Linked DNA regions of Mus musculus: regions 1, 3, 4 and 5 are each linked to region 2. Evidence: chromatin contacts called from public HiChIP or PLAC-seq and promoter capture Hi-C data. All regions are on one chromosome and are shown on one strand. Each heading gives the region's core, a stretch centred on a gene start, on an enhancer-like site or on the middle of the called end of the contact. The rest is flanking DNA. Distances are from core to core; before and after follow the strand shown.

Region 1 (2,782 bases), core at 259-2,758, 300 kb after region 2:
GCTTACAGAGCAACTCAGTCTTGGTCTGACTGTCACAGTCTGTGGCTGCCGAGGTTTCTTTTCCTGTTGCGTTTCTTCATCATTGCTCTTTCTTAAAAATGGGCAGGGACTGGATTTAATTCACTCATTAATGCATTAAGTCAGATAATTAAGTTGGGGCAGAATAGCTATTAAGCTTCCATAATTCATCTGGAAGTTTCATAATGAGCCCTCCTGCCATTATTTTTTTTAATTTATATATTTATTTTGCAACATAAAACATGCCAAGTGGAGTCTGAGGGATGAAAATGATATGCAGAGTTTGTGCCTAAAATTCTGAAATGAAGTTACTCTGTGTATCATCACTCTTTCATTCAAGCAATCAGCTTGAAGTACTGAGCATGCGTATAGAATCCTGGAGCAAAGGGGACATAGGAATGGAGAACATATTTACTAGCTATTGTGTGACACTATTCCTAGGGAGACATCCGCTCACCTCAGATACAGAAGTGATGACAGGCTGTAAGGAGATTATCAAAGTCCAATTTGGTGAACCAATGAGTTTTTTTTGTGGGGGGGGATACTTACAAGAATATGAGTGATGGGTTATTTTTAGAAGCAGAAATGACTCAAAGACAGCAGCATCAACAAAAGCCCATCCCAGCATGGGTCATGTAAGCTGGAAACCTGGAGCACACTGCCAAGCCTGAAGTCAGCTCTATGGGTTGGAGTGTTTTTCTAGGTAATTAAGTTGGTCTGTGAGGCTCTTTCAAGTGACTCAGCCCATCTAAGAGTCTCTTAGCAGTCCCATGCTTATATATGCTTGCGAAAAGAGGAGCCCAGCAAGTCTGGTCGTTTGTAGGGACTTCCTGAGGCTATTGTGTTGTTTAGTCCTCAAGCTACAGGGTGAGGTATTTCACCTTCCCTTAGAGCACCTTGTTATTTTACCTCCATTTTAACATCTTGCATCCTGAAGAGCTTCTCTCCAAGGTTTTGACATTAGAGGAATCTGCTATACAACACAAGCAATGCTAAGAGTCATCTAAACAATAGCAGACTCTTTTTTTTTAAGTATTACTGTGTGTACATGATATGATATATGGGTGACTGTATGATATGTATGTGGGTGCACATGCCACGATGAGCATGGGGAGAACTGTGGAGCCAGAGCCTTCATGTGTGTTCCAGGGCTTTAGCTCAGCTGGTCCAGTTTGCATCATCAGCTACAAACACCTTTCCTTCTAGGCCAGCTCCCCAGCCCCAGTATCCAATTTCTGGTAATCCCTGTCTCCAGTAGCTTACAATGAGGAGAGGAGATGATCTGCACAGAGACAAGTGTAAGTCTAAATTTAAAACCTAAGACAGTGTAGCAATGTTAAGAAAGACAATGGGGCTTAAGGCAAGTGTGGATTGTAAATGTGAACGCATATTGTCACTAAAGCCCTTCTTCTAAAACAGGCTTCTGGCCTGCTCAGCCTGGAAGGCTATGTTCATAGGGGCTCTCTGCCTTGAGGAAGGTTTCTATGGCAACAGGAGCTGCTTCCACTGTATACCAGCTGTGCAAACCTGATAGCTGCTTGGCTCCTGCATGCACTGTATTTCTTCATCTGTAAAATGGCCACGAGTTACAACCATTTCCTAGAGTAGCTAAAATGTTTGAATGAAGATAAGGTATTTAAGCCATCAGCACCTTGTATGCATGCAGATGTGACAATATTATGGTCTTCATGAACAGAGGAAAATAGGTGAGCTCCCAGGTCTGCAGCCAAGCATGGTCCAAGCCGCCTGCTATAGGACAAGAGGAATCAGCACGGGTTGTCAGCCCCCACTCTCCACCAGGAGCATGTGGGACACAAAGAGAAACAAATAGGGACAGGATACAATGTAGCCAGCTTCTTTTGTCCCTGTTGTCATTGTTCAAGAGGACCCAGGAGAGTTTCCTTTGTCCTGCCTTCTAATTGCTCTCTATTCAAATGTGTTGAGGTGCTGGGCACAGGCACTGAGGCCAGGCTTCAACCTTCTTGAATGAGAATTAAAGGAATTAAAGGAAAAATTCTTTAATCAGTGAGTTGCTATTGCCTAAAGAAACCCAGTGCTGATCAGAAATATTTCATGGTTTATATAGGGTTAGGCATTGGCATAATTTTGTGGCCATATTAGGGTGATTTTTTTTATCCCCATCCCAAAGGATACATTTCTCAAGACTAAGCAAGTTTTACAGAAGCTGATATCTGCAGTTTTATCCCTAAACATTAGGCAGAGCTCAGGGAACCCTAGCAGACAAGGAGGGATTGAGGACACCAGGAGAACATGGCCCACATGATCAACTAAGCAGGGCTCATAAGGGCTCACAGAGACTGTAGTAGCAACCATAGATTCTACATAGGTGTGCACTAAGTCCTCTGGGTATATGTTATGGTTGTATAACTCAGAGGTTTTGTTGGGAGTGTTGGCTGTCTCTGCCTCCTTTGCCTGCTTTTCAGACCCCTTTCTTCCTTCTGGGCTGCCTTGTCCAGCCTTGATGTGAGGGTTTGCATCTAATCCTATTGCAGCTTGTTATGCCATGTTGATATCCCTGAGGGCCCTGCTCTTTTTTTGAAGGGAAACGGAAGATCCTGGATTCCACCGATCTGGGATAGAGAAGAGGTTTTGGGGGAAACTGGGAAGGGTAGAGGGAGGGAGATAGTAGTCGAGATGTGTTATATGAGAGAAACAAACAAACAAACAACAACAATAATAATAAACAATGACAGTTTTATCTTTAGCAAACAGAACTTGGGGTCTGAGTAGATGCTGGTGAGAG
Region 2 (2,700 bases), core at 32-2,531:
GAACAAGTCAAATAATCTCACATCTTTGAGACACCATTTTGTCCTCAGCAAAATGTAAATATTTGGTCCCAAGAGGAAAAATGAGAAAAAAAAAATGTGCAAACTTGAGTTTGTTTTGTGTAAGAGCAAACATACCCCTCTCCAGCTAGAGGGAGCAAACTGCTGTGGGCCTTTTTTGTTGTGTTGATTCAGAGTCTTTCAGTCTGGTGTCTTCAAGAAGTTTTAGTATTTGGCCCCATGGGTCTTTAAGAATTACATAGCTGGATAAACACAAAGAGAAAGCTCTGTTTGAGAGTCCTATATCTTTAAGTTTTTTTTTAAACTACCTTTGCTTCTAAGGAGCCTGTGGGGGATGGGCCAAGCCGAGAGAAAACGGACTGTACGTGGGAAATTTCACCCTCCTGATAATAAAATAGTAATAAAATCTCATCCGGCTCCCAGAGGGGATGTTTATGATGGAGGGGGTTCCCCAACACCGGCACAGCTGCTTTCCAGGTTGTAAGGTTTCCCATCCTGCAGGGCAGCTCGGGTTACCGACTCTGTGGCCTCCCGCTAGGGCAGTTCCTAAACTCCCAGGCTTTGGGAGAAACACTCAGTGGTTCCGCCCCGGCGCCTGGCCGCCTCACTCCAGGCTCCAACTCAAGGGGGTCACACAAAGTAGGATTCACCGTCTGCTGAAGGGTGGTTTCCCCCAGGGAAGGCAAACAGCTGGGGAGGACATTTCAGAGGGTGGCAGTGTCCTTACAAAGGTTAGCCAGCGCTTGGGGATAGAATTTAGGAGTCAGCCTTTCACAAAGGCATGCTTCTCAGCAGGAAATTTGGGTGGGGCGGAGCAGCCCCCGGATGGAGACAAAGCTCCTTTGATTCTTTATCCGAGGGCCAGGCCTCTAGCGAGAGGGGTACCCCGGACCCTAGGGCAGGGCGCGAACTCCAGTGTGTTCATTACCCTCCCTCGCTCTGCCAACCCAGTGCGCACAGTCGCTCCTGCCCAGAGCTGCACGCGCGCCGAGGGTCCTGCCAGCCCTTGAGGTCACCTCCTGCAGCGTCGTAGCCTACACTGGAGAGTTGGGGGTAGCCCAGGAGTAGTTGGGACAGCCTAGACCAGACCGGGCCAACGGCCTCACCTTCCAGCCCGGCCACTCCAGCAAACTACAGCAGTCTTAGAAAACCTAATGAGAACCACATGTAGTGGCCGCTGGCGAACTTTCTCAGAGTCGCTGATTGGTCAGTGGCCGAGAGCTGTAGCCAATCAGCGCGCTGGGCGGGCCCGTATTGCGGACCAGAGGTCCAAGTTGGAGTCTGGCGGGCAGTGTGGCCCGCAGAGACTTGCGGAGTGGAGGGCAGAGCCAGGGAGGAGTGAGCATGTTTCGGGACCCGACAGCCGGGTGGCTAACACCGCCATCACCGCTATCGCTGCTGGTGATGCTGTTGCTGCTGTCGCGAGTCGGGGCTCTGCGTCCCGACGAGCTCTTTCCTTACGGGGAGTCGTGGGGAGACCAGCTGCTGCCGGAGGGCGACGACGAAAGCTCAGCAGCTGTGAAGCTGGCAATACCCCTGCGTTTCTACGATGCCCAGTTCAGCAGCCTCTACGTAAGTTCAGCTCCCGGAGGTGCGCGGTTGGGTGTGGGACTCTTAGCTTCTTCCCAGGGAGTGGAACAACCTCCATGTTTAACTGTCGTCCCCTCTGGGGACCAGGCTTAGCAGCGGCGCTGCAACTTCTTGATCCTTACTGTGGAGGAATAAGGATCGTTTCAAGGGCGAGCTGGAACCGTGCCCCTCTACTTTGACATTCTAGGCAGGAAGATGAAGTTAAGGCTGCGAGTGGGGTTTGCGTTTAGGGCGGTGGGGGGGGGGGGACTGTGCACGCCGGCAGAGCTATCTTAAGGGCGAGCAATACTGGAGAAAGATGGACCGGTTCGAGAGCAGCCGCACCTGTGGGTCGCAGTGCACTGGAGGGTGAGATAGGAGCTTGCTACCCTGGATGTGGCTCAACCTTGATTGGAGTAGAAATATTTTCTACAATAGGTGGACGGTAGGTGCGTACGACTGGAGCACGGTGGCTGCCCTTGGGCTTGAGCGACCACCACTATTTTGACCTTTTAAAAATATTAAAAATGTTGGGGATTCACGTGCCACCTCGTGTGTATGAAGATCAGAGAACTGGCTTTTTCTTCCACCTTGTGTCCTAGAACTCAAGTCGTCGGGTTTGACGGCAAGGTGCCCTTACCTGCTGAACTGTCTCACCGCCCCTTGGTCTTATTGTAGGTGGGCACCAACGGCATCATCTCCACCCAGGACTTCCCCAGGGAGACTCAATATGTAGATGATGATTTTCCTACTGACTTCCCAGCCATCGCCCCTTTCCTGGCTGACATCGACACTAGTCACAGCAGGGGCCGGATCCTGTACCGCGAGGACACCTCCGGAGCTGTGCTGAGCCTGGCTGCCCGCTACGTGCGCACTGGCTTCCCGCTGTCGGGGTCCAGCTTCACCCCCACCCACGCCTTCCTGGCCACCTGGGAGCACGTGGGCGCCTACGAGGAGGTCAGTCGCGGGGCTGCGCCGTCAGGAGAGGTAAGTGAGGGATACCCTGCAGCTGAATAAATTAAAGGGACGGCCTGAATTTTGTGTTGGATCTAAGGCTTTGACTAGGAGTTTCTTCCCTTGATCAGGCGTTGAACTGGATGAAACCAGTGCTTA
Region 3 (2,771 bases), core at 43-2,542, 320 kb after region 2:
TTTAGTATTGATAAATGTAGTGATATGTTTAAATTTAGGGTCAGGTATCATTATAGATATTGCTAGTGTTACAGCTTTGGTTGCAATAGTTTTATGGGTATTTCTAGGGTTGTTTGTATCAGGTTTCTATGGTTTGCTATTTGGTCTTGTTCTGTGTTAATTTTATAGTTAGCACTTATATGAAGAGAAGAATATGTATTGTTTAAGAATGGTGTTAGGTTAGGGTTACTTTCAGGTTAGGGTTATATCTGGCATTTGTGCCAATGTTAAGGCTAAGTAGACTTAAAGATGGAGAAAGGATAGGCCTATAGTTATGGAATAGACTACATTTAAGATTAGGTCTAGGTTTAGCATTGGAATAGGACTAATCTAGGTTCAGGTTAGGGTTAGACCTAAGTTTAGGCTTAGGCTTGGGTTTAGACTATTGGTTATATTAGGTATAGGGTAGGTTTGGGTGTAGGATTAGCATTAGTGTTAGTTTTAGGATTAGCATTAGGGATAGGGATAGTCTAGATTCAGTTATAGCTACGATTAGAATTGGGTTAGACACAGGGTTAGAGTTATGGTTAAGGTTGAGGCTGCATATAAGTGATCTACTTGCTGATCACAGTGATCATTGTGCCTTTCCTCATGCCAGGCCTTTACTCTGACACTGTGAACTGTATCCCTCAGAAACCATAAGCTTGACGAAATGCTTTCTTTGATATAAAAATAGAATTTGTAATTAGACACAAAAATAAAGTGCCAAGCCCCATGTTACCTGTAACACTGTCAACTTGAAGCAGCCATGTAGAGACAGAATGGATAAGTGCACACTCGAGGCCAGAACCACCAGGGACACTGCGGGAAAGTACAGATTTCTGTGCGCAGGTGACAGCACATTTTGAGAAGACAGAATGGCATTTGCATGTGTTTGCATCAATGCACATGTGCACGCAAGCATGCATGTGTACACACACTGCAATAAAAAGTTAAAACATAAAAATACATGCTATCATACCATCTGCAGATAAAAATGATTTACCTCTTCTTTTTCTAACCCTGTGCCCTAACTAAAGCCTTCAGTATAACACTGATATGCTAGGGCCCCATTCCATCTTCTAATTCACAGTAGTGAGAGGGCTTGAAATATCACCTTCCTCCATTCTTAACACAGCGTATAAAGGCAGTTCCCACTCAACAGGTAGGGAAAGGAAGGGAGGTGTTTCTGCGACCTCTTCTGGCAAAAGGTCTTCATATATTTGGCCTTAGGAAGTGAAAATGTGCATACCAGGTATGGGGTGCCACCTTGTGGACATAAGAATTTAGTGCCTCTGAGCAGCATCTTCTGCTGCTTTGTCCACTCTTAAAGCTGATGAGATAAAGGTGGGTCGCCCTCACCACAGCACATTTTCTCTCTCACACAGAAACACAGCTGTCGTAGTGTTCTACTGCTGTGAGGAGCTGCCATGATCGTGGCAACTCTTATAAAGGAAAGCATTTCTTCTGGGGTTTTGTGGGCCTGAGTACCAGAGATTTCTGTGGAAATCTCTGGCCAGGCCTGGTGCGAGGAAGCGAATGCGGTCAGGGAGGGGTAATTGCTTCCCCGCTTCCGGGCCTCCGTCTCCGCCATGCAGTAATTCCATGCTACCCTGCACTGAGTCGGGTCAGGCTGGGCTGATGAGAAGCCGACTAGCCAGTGAGGAGTGCGGCAGGGCCTCAGGCGGCGCTTCAGGAGAGTAGATCTCAAGTGTTACAGCTCTTAGGACAAAAGTCTTGGACGACAGAGTAGTTCTCCCACCCCTAATCCTTCTGTATAGGATTCTTATATACAGTTTTGAGATGGGTAAGGGTCTGACAGCAGGTATTTCTCATTGGTTTGGTCTGAGAGCTTTGGGGAAACCTTATTTGCTTGTGGGAGGGCTTGGTGCTATTCCTGTGATGGCCACGTACCTCTCTCTGCGGGGGTGGGGGTGGGGTGGGGGGAGGCTGAAGCTACAAGACAGGAGTCAAGGACCCAGGAGGCGTGGCCGAACACATGCCATCCCATGCAGATAAAAGTCACCACCCATAGGGTCGCCGGGGTTCCAGACCTTTGCTCAACTTGAGACCAGGCTGTCTGTGCACAGCCCACCGCCCCACAGGGTTTGTTTACAGTTCAGAGGTTCAATCCATTATCATCATGGTGGGAAACATGGCAGCCTGCACATAGACATGGTGCTGGATTTGAAAAGTTCTACATCTAGATCTGCCAGCAACAGGAAGAGAGAGTTACTGGGCTGGCTTAAGCATTTGAAAACCTCAAAACCCACCCCCAGTGACATACTTCCCCCAGCAAGACCCACCTCACAATAGCGCCACCCCCTGGAGACCAAGCATTCACATCTATGTGTCTATGGGAGGCATTCAAACCACCACATTCCACTCCCTGGCCCCTACAGGCTTGTAGCCACATCATAGTGCAAATGTGCGTTCAGTCCAACAAGTCTCCATAGTCTAGGAAGGTCTCAACACTGTCTGCAAGTCCAAAGTCCAAAGCCTCGTCTGAGACTCACGGCAATCTCCTAACTTTAATCCCCTACAAAATCAAAATAGAAAAGCAGACCACATACTTCAAACATACAATGGTACAGAATATAAATTACCATTCTAAAAGGAAGAAACGGGAGCACAGTAAGGAAAGAATGGACCAGAAAGACCTAAAACCAGCAGGGCACACTCCAAACTCTGTGTCTTCGTGTCTGATGTCAAAGCACTCTTCAAATCTCCAAGTCCTTTCAGCTTTGTTGACT
Region 4 (2,714 bases), core at 197-2,696, 400 kb after region 2:
CTCTGAACTTAATCCCTCACTCCCCACCCCCCTACTGTTTCAAGCTTCACAGTCAACAAAAGTCTGCCTGACACTGGCCTCACAGTCACTTGCTGTCCATGTCCATGTCTCTAACACAATCCCCTCCCAGGTGGGAAGCCAAGGGTGGATGAAGACCCCACGTTAAATGGAGGGGTTCTCTGTACAAAAGTTAACAGCTAGATACATGCCAGGTAAACATACTGAGTACAACGTCTGCCAAAATTTTAAAGCTACAGACAGGCATAGGTCAAAGGAGGGAGACCCCAAACCAACCTTCATACACCAAAGCAACTTAGGAATCAGGGTGGGAGATGAGGGAATGTTAGTGTGCCCAGCTGAGCAGCTGGCATCCATCCAATCTGATAATCCCCACTGGGATTTATGGACACATAAGAATATCTTGGAATGGCTAGAGATAACTTGGTCAGTGAAGGGCTTGGGGTGCAAGCATGGGACAGAACCTGGACTCATTCCATCTTCATCATTTATGTAAAAAGTCCCGCAAGCCTGTGATCTCAATGGGGAAGTGGAGGCAGAAGGATCTAGGAGCTTACTGGTGAGCCAGCCTAGTCCATCAGTGAGTGAGCCTGAGGGCACCACTAAGACCAGTCTCAAACAGTGAGGCGGGCTTCTTCTGAGACTAATCTCTGGCTGTCATACACATACAAGTACATGAGCACACACACACACACACACACACACACACACACGCACACACACACACGCACACACACGCGCGCGCGCGCGCGTGCATCTCCATTGCAGACCAGGCCAAGTCAACTCTACCTCTTGCATTATTTTCTCAATGTTAACTTGGGGTTGGGAAGAGATGTAAGGCTTGCTTATATTAGATGAAACTAAGATTTTGACAATACAGAGTCACTGTGAGGCAGGGACTCTCAAGACCAGGCTGCACTGTCCAAGGAACCATCTTTAAGCTTAAAATACCAAGCCCTGCAGACACGTGTCCACAGATTTTAAAAATTCTCCAAAAGGTGTCAGGTGGTAATGGAACACACCTTTAACCCTAAGCTCAGGAGGCAGACAGGAGGATTTCTGTGGGTTTGAGGCCAGCCTGCTGTACAGATGAATCCCAGAACAGCCAGGGCTACACAGTGAAACCCTGTCTCCAAAAACAAACAAACAATCCCCATGGTGACACACACCTACAATCTTAACAGTCCAGGAGAAGTATGAGGAGAGTCACAAGCTCAAGGCCAACCTGGACACCAAGACCCTATTTCAAAAACACACACCAAAGCAAGCCAACAAGAAAGCAATTTCTCTCAAAGCAAAATGAAAAACAGAACAAAACAAAAAACATTAGCAGCTGCCTTTAGTGCAGGCTGGCATGGAGTGGGAGCTGTGGAGCTCGAGCAGGGGGAATAGGGCAGGGATAAGGAATTCCTGGTATTTCTTCACTGCCTTCTCCCCAACTCAGGGTGACTGGGGTGAGGCTCAGAGGGCAGCCATAGTTCAGAGCGAGGTATAGGCAAGAGCCCATTAGTACCAACTCCCTCCCTGGGCCCGCTGGAGGCCCAGCTCATAGCAGCCTTGCCTTATCCAGAGAGGACAGATGATGGATGGCCCAGGGGAGGGCCACACCACGTTGTTCCTTCCTCAGTGTGCTTGGCTGTTAGAGCATACCAAGAACGGAGACTCTCTAGGAACCCTTCGCCTTTCTGCCCACGTCTTCTCTACAAAACAAGATCTGACCACAACCTCCTAAAATACCAGTTTTCTACTGCTCAGACCAGCACCTTTCCTCGCCTACCCCTTCTCTTTAGCATGTTCAAAATATATTGCTATCAGCATCGAAATTTATTGAGCCTTAGCCCAGCTCCCACATCAGGAGCCCCATAGCCAGGAACAGTTTGCCTTCTGTCTTCCTCAACCCAGCTCACACTGGAGGGAAGGCCCCTTTCCTGTCTAGACTCATATTTTGTCTTTGAAGGAGTGTATGTCCAGTGCCCACCCAGCCTGCTGTTCCTTCACCCACTGCAGAAGCAACCAGCCGGAGCACAGGTGAGAGAGAGAGAGGGTGGGAAATGACACATTTACTCTCTGCATGCATTGGGACACTATAGACCTATCCTACTTATCCATGTTAGCATTAACAATCCGTGCAGGTGTTTTCCAAGACAGCATAGTAGATGCTAGAAAACAGGGAGCTGTGTATTTCTTGGACCAATGATACCGGTACCATGGCAACATAACACAGTGACTGAGCTATGGGTAGGTAGCAGACACAGTGTGGATACACTGGATGAGAAGGGATGATTCATGTCCCAGGCAGGAAGCGGCCAAGAGCATGAATTTTCATCATGTGACTCACAAGTTAGTTAGTTCGAGTTCATGAATTACTTCTGGAATTTTCTGTTGAATACTTCTGGACCACAACTGACCATAGGTAATCAGAGATTGTAGAAAGTGAAACCACAAAGGAAAATGACTGTTCTGTGGCTTCTTGACCTGGACAGTACCTTAACATAGGGAAGGGGAAGCCTTTAGCTTCGTCTTAGCCCCCAGAGAAAGTCAGGGCCTGAACTGGAAAAGTGAGGTTCAAAGGCTTTCCCAGGAGGTGCTAACAACAACTACATAGCCAATTTTCATGTGCAAGTGGTGTGTTTGTGTAAACATGAATATGCACACGTGTGTGCATGTGGAGACCAGAGACCGACCGACCGTCCTCT
Region 5 (2,700 bases), core at 108-2,607, 470 kb after region 2:
TTCTCCCCAGACACCCCGCCTAGCACCATTTGCACCTTGAAGGTTGTTCTGTCAGTACAAAAAGATTTCTCCCTACCCTTGTTTGCTTTTCTGCTGCCGTGATAAATACTATGACCAAAAGCAACCCAGGGAGGACAGGTTTATATCATCTTACAGCTTGAAGGGAAGTCAGGACAGGAACTCAGGGAGGAACCTGGGGGCAGAAACTAAAGCAGAAGCCACGGGAAACGCTGCCTACGGGCTTGCATCCTGTGGCTGGCTCAGCCTGCTTGTTCATTACCATCAAGAACTCCTTGCCTAGGGCTGGCAGCACTCACAGTTGGTGGGGCCTTTCCATATCTATATTCATCAAGAAAATGCCCACAGAGTTGCCGACAGGCCAGTGTTACAGAGGCATTTTCTCAATTGAGATTATCCTCTTCCCAGATATGTTTGTGTCAAGTTGACAAAAACAACCAGCACAACACCCCGGTACCACCTGTCCAGGGGTGGCACTGCCCATAGTGGGCTGGACCCTCCCACAAGAAACCATCCCCACAGATTTGCCTACAGGCCAATCTGATGGCAATCCCTCAGCTGACAGTCTTTCTTCCTAGATGACTCTACCTTGGTTTTTTTTGGTTTGGTTTGGTTTGGTTTGGTTTTTGGTTTTTCAAGACAGGGTTTCTCTGTATAGCCCTGGCTGTCCTGGAACTCACTTTGTAGACCAGGCTGGCCTCGAACTCAGAAATCCACCTGCCTCTGCCTCCCTAGTGCTGGGATTAAAAGTGTGCGCCACCATGCCCAGCATGACTCTACTTTGTATCAAATTGACAAACAAACAAACCTCACAAAAGACAAATGCTAACAAGTACTGCCCCATTCTTTTACATAGCTGCAGGGTCCTGTTGTTTAAATACAGCATCATTTCCAACTAGTCCCTACTGGTGGGCATTTAAGTTGTAACCAACTATTGTAGGCTTCTGTAAACAGCCTACAGGTGCCATTTTGCACGTCTAAGGTCTGTAGGATAAATTTGTCTCAGGACACCTCAGGCTCGTGGGTCTTAGACATTGGTTCTGTTTGTGTGTTTGCTTCCGGTGTGGCTGACTCATTGTTTTCTGTGTGTCTGGGATGTTCTTGGCCTTTATGGCTCAGTTCTTAAGACGGGACCGTGAGATGAGGTGGCTTGGGACAGTGGGGGCCCTTGGAGGAGCCTCTGATGGGAAATGACAAAGTGCTGGGCTGTGAGTGGGTTGGTAGTGGAAAGGGATGGGGTGAGACACCGCACACTCAGAAGTCTGAAAGGAGTCAGCCAAGACCTAGGCCTGATTCAATCAACCTGGACCAGAATGAGGGTGGGGCTCCTCTCTGGAGGCATCTCACTTTTCCACTGCCTAGAGTGATTCAGAGCAGGACAGACCCCCACCCCATCCCCACCCCCAGGGTGGGCTTTGCCAGCCTGGCCTGGGGGAAGCTTCTGCCCGGTTTCTGTGGAGTGGGACAGAACTGTGTGTGGGATGACTACCCACTGTCCAGTTTAAAACCGAGTCTACACCTACACTTCCTTTTAGTGTGTGTGTGTGTGTGTGTGTGTGTGGTGAGCACATGTATATACATGCACGTGCCAGAGAGCACAGATAGAGATCTGAGGAGCAACCTTGAGTATTAGTGTTGAGGTTAGGTCTGTTGCTACATATTGTAATGCTAATTCTGTACCAAAAGGTCTAGGCCTCGGAGTGAATTCTCTCAGTTACAGACTTTTGTTGTGCAGATCTTGTTCCTTGTTTAAAAAAAAAAAACTATTAAAAAAATAATTGGCTACAGACAATGACTGGAAGGATTAGAGGTAAGTGGGTTTTGAGTTACAAGGTTGGGGGTAGAGAAGAGAAAGCAGAGACCAGGAGGAGAAGGAAGAACAAAAAAAAAAAAAAAGAGGAAGCCATCATGAGAGGAGATGGACCATGAGCCTGTGGCCAGGAGAAACAGCAAGTATCTGGGGTACACTGCTGGGGAGGCAGCCAGGTCAGCAGTTAGAAAAGTACCTTAGGGGTTACTCCCCAGTAATTATCAAAGCCAAATAAAACAAATCAGAGCCTGGGTCTTACTTATCTGTCACCTAGTTGAGGATAAGTTTAAATTGGTTGTACTACATGTTAGTCCTCATCTTCCAACTTGTTGGCTTTTATTGATTTATGTACTCATTTAGGTATTTATTCATATATTTATTTATCTATTTATTTTTGTTTAAAATATTTTTAATTGAAAATAGTTTATTCTATACAATATTGTTTAATTATGGTTTTCTCTCCCTCAACTCCTCCCAGTTCTTCCCCACCTCCCCCCATCCAGATTGACCTCTTTTCTGTCTCTCCTTAGAAAACTGGGAGGTAGGCATGGCGACACAAGCCATCTCAAAGATCCATAGAGTGAGCTCCAGGACAGTCAGAGCTACACAAAGGAACCCCAAAATAAACACAGAAGAGAAAATAAAATTAGCAGGCATCTAAGGGGTTGTAGTATAATAGTATGTAATGTAATAATATGATAAAAAGAAAAAACAAGCCAGTTGAAATAGAAAGAAACAAACAGAAGGAAAAGGGCCAAAGAAAAATCACAAGAAACACATAGACACAGAGGCACACACAGCCACACCCATGGGAATTGTATAAAAACACAACACCAGAAGTCACAATATATACTCAAAGGGCCTGTAAGGTT

The links. Promoter capture Hi-C pulls out the DNA fragments that hold promoters and counts their contacts. HiChIP or PLAC-seq counts read pairs in DNA pulled down with a chosen protein or histone mark.
Region 1: a contact with region 2 is called in a promoter capture Hi-C map of embryonic stem cells. The contact joins the enhancer-like site here to the promoter of Nid2 in region 2. A contact is called at or near these places in 14 of 39 promoter capture datasets (the 3T3-L1 cell line, the C10 cell line, the HPC-7 cell line and 9 more), 1 of 484 Hi-C or Micro-C datasets (embryonic stem cells), 10 of 115 datasets of contacts at active chromatin or transcription factors (differentiating embryonic stem cells, embryonic stem cells, neural tube and 1 more) and 1 of 9 other capture datasets (embryonic stem cells).
Region 3: a contact with region 2 is called in a promoter capture Hi-C map of cranial neural crest. The contact joins the enhancer-like site here to the promoter of Nid2 in region 2. A contact is called at or near these places in 16 of 39 promoter capture datasets (the 3T3-L1 cell line, the C10 cell line, the HPC-7 cell line and 11 more), 2 of 15 datasets of contacts at CTCF or cohesin (embryonic stem cells and large pre-B cells), 15 of 115 datasets of contacts at active chromatin or transcription factors (craniofacial prominence, differentiating embryonic stem cells, embryonic forebrain and 6 more) and 1 of 9 other capture datasets (embryonic stem cells).
Region 4: a promoter capture Hi-C map of the HPC-7 cell line shows a contact between it and region 2, with 3 times the contacts expected there. The contact joins the enhancer-like site here to the promoter of Nid2 in region 2. A contact is called at or near these places in 5 of 39 promoter capture datasets (the C10 cell line, the HPC-7 cell line, cranial neural crest and 1 more) and 1 of 115 datasets of contacts at active chromatin or transcription factors (astrocytes).
Region 5: an Esrrb HiChIP or PLAC-seq map of embryonic stem cells shows a contact between it and region 2, with 14 times the contacts expected there. The contact joins the enhancer-like site here to the promoter of Nid2 in region 2. A contact is called at or near these places in 6 of 39 promoter capture datasets (the C10 cell line, the HPC-7 cell line, cranial neural crest and 3 more), 3 of 484 Hi-C or Micro-C datasets (all in embryonic stem cells) and 13 of 115 datasets of contacts at active chromatin or transcription factors (astrocytes, embryonic stem cells, extraembryonic endoderm stem cells and 2 more).

Annotation. Positions count from the first base shown.
Region 1 is chr14:20,046,818-20,049,599 of GRCm38.p6, forward strand. No RefSeq gene overlaps it. Among named protein-coding and RNA genes, the nearest start is that of Saysd1, 35 kb to the right of the region's middle. Within about 2 kb of position 1,509, at least 55 of the 459 cell types and tissues checked have an H3K27ac peak or open chromatin away from gene starts, as enhancers often do. A contact at or near this core is called in differentiating embryonic stem cells and embryonic stem cells, where this site is marked.
Region 2 is chr14:19,749,976-19,752,675 of GRCm38.p6, forward strand. It overlaps Nid2 (nidogen 2), which reads left to right and starts at 1,282. Exons shown (of 21, transcript NM_008695.2): 1 at 1,282-1,590; 2 at 2,266-2,574. The coding sequence starts at 1,363.
Region 3 is chr14:20,066,244-20,069,014 of GRCm38.p6, forward strand. No RefSeq gene overlaps it. Among named protein-coding and RNA genes, the nearest start is that of Saysd1, 16 kb to the right of the region's middle. Within about 2 kb of position 1,293, at least 28 of the 459 cell types and tissues checked have an H3K27ac peak or open chromatin away from gene starts, as enhancers often do. A contact at or near this core is called in differentiating embryonic stem cells, where this site is marked.
Region 4 is chr14:20,152,870-20,155,583 of GRCm38.p6, forward strand. The region is part of intron 1 of Kcnk5 (potassium channel, subfamily K, member 5); the gene reads right to left. Among named protein-coding and RNA genes, the nearest start is that of Gm52125, 16 kb to the left of the region's middle. Within about 2 kb of position 1,447, at least 67 of the 459 cell types and tissues checked have an H3K27ac peak or open chromatin away from gene starts, as enhancers often do.
Region 5 is chr14:20,215,779-20,218,478 of GRCm38.p6, forward strand. No RefSeq gene overlaps it. Among named protein-coding and RNA genes, the nearest start is that of Kcnk5, 35 kb to the left of the region's middle. Within about 2 kb of position 1,358, at least 32 of the 459 cell types and tissues checked have an H3K27ac peak or open chromatin away from gene starts, as enhancers often do. A contact at or near this core is called in embryonic stem cells and stem cell-derived epiblast-like cells, where this site is marked.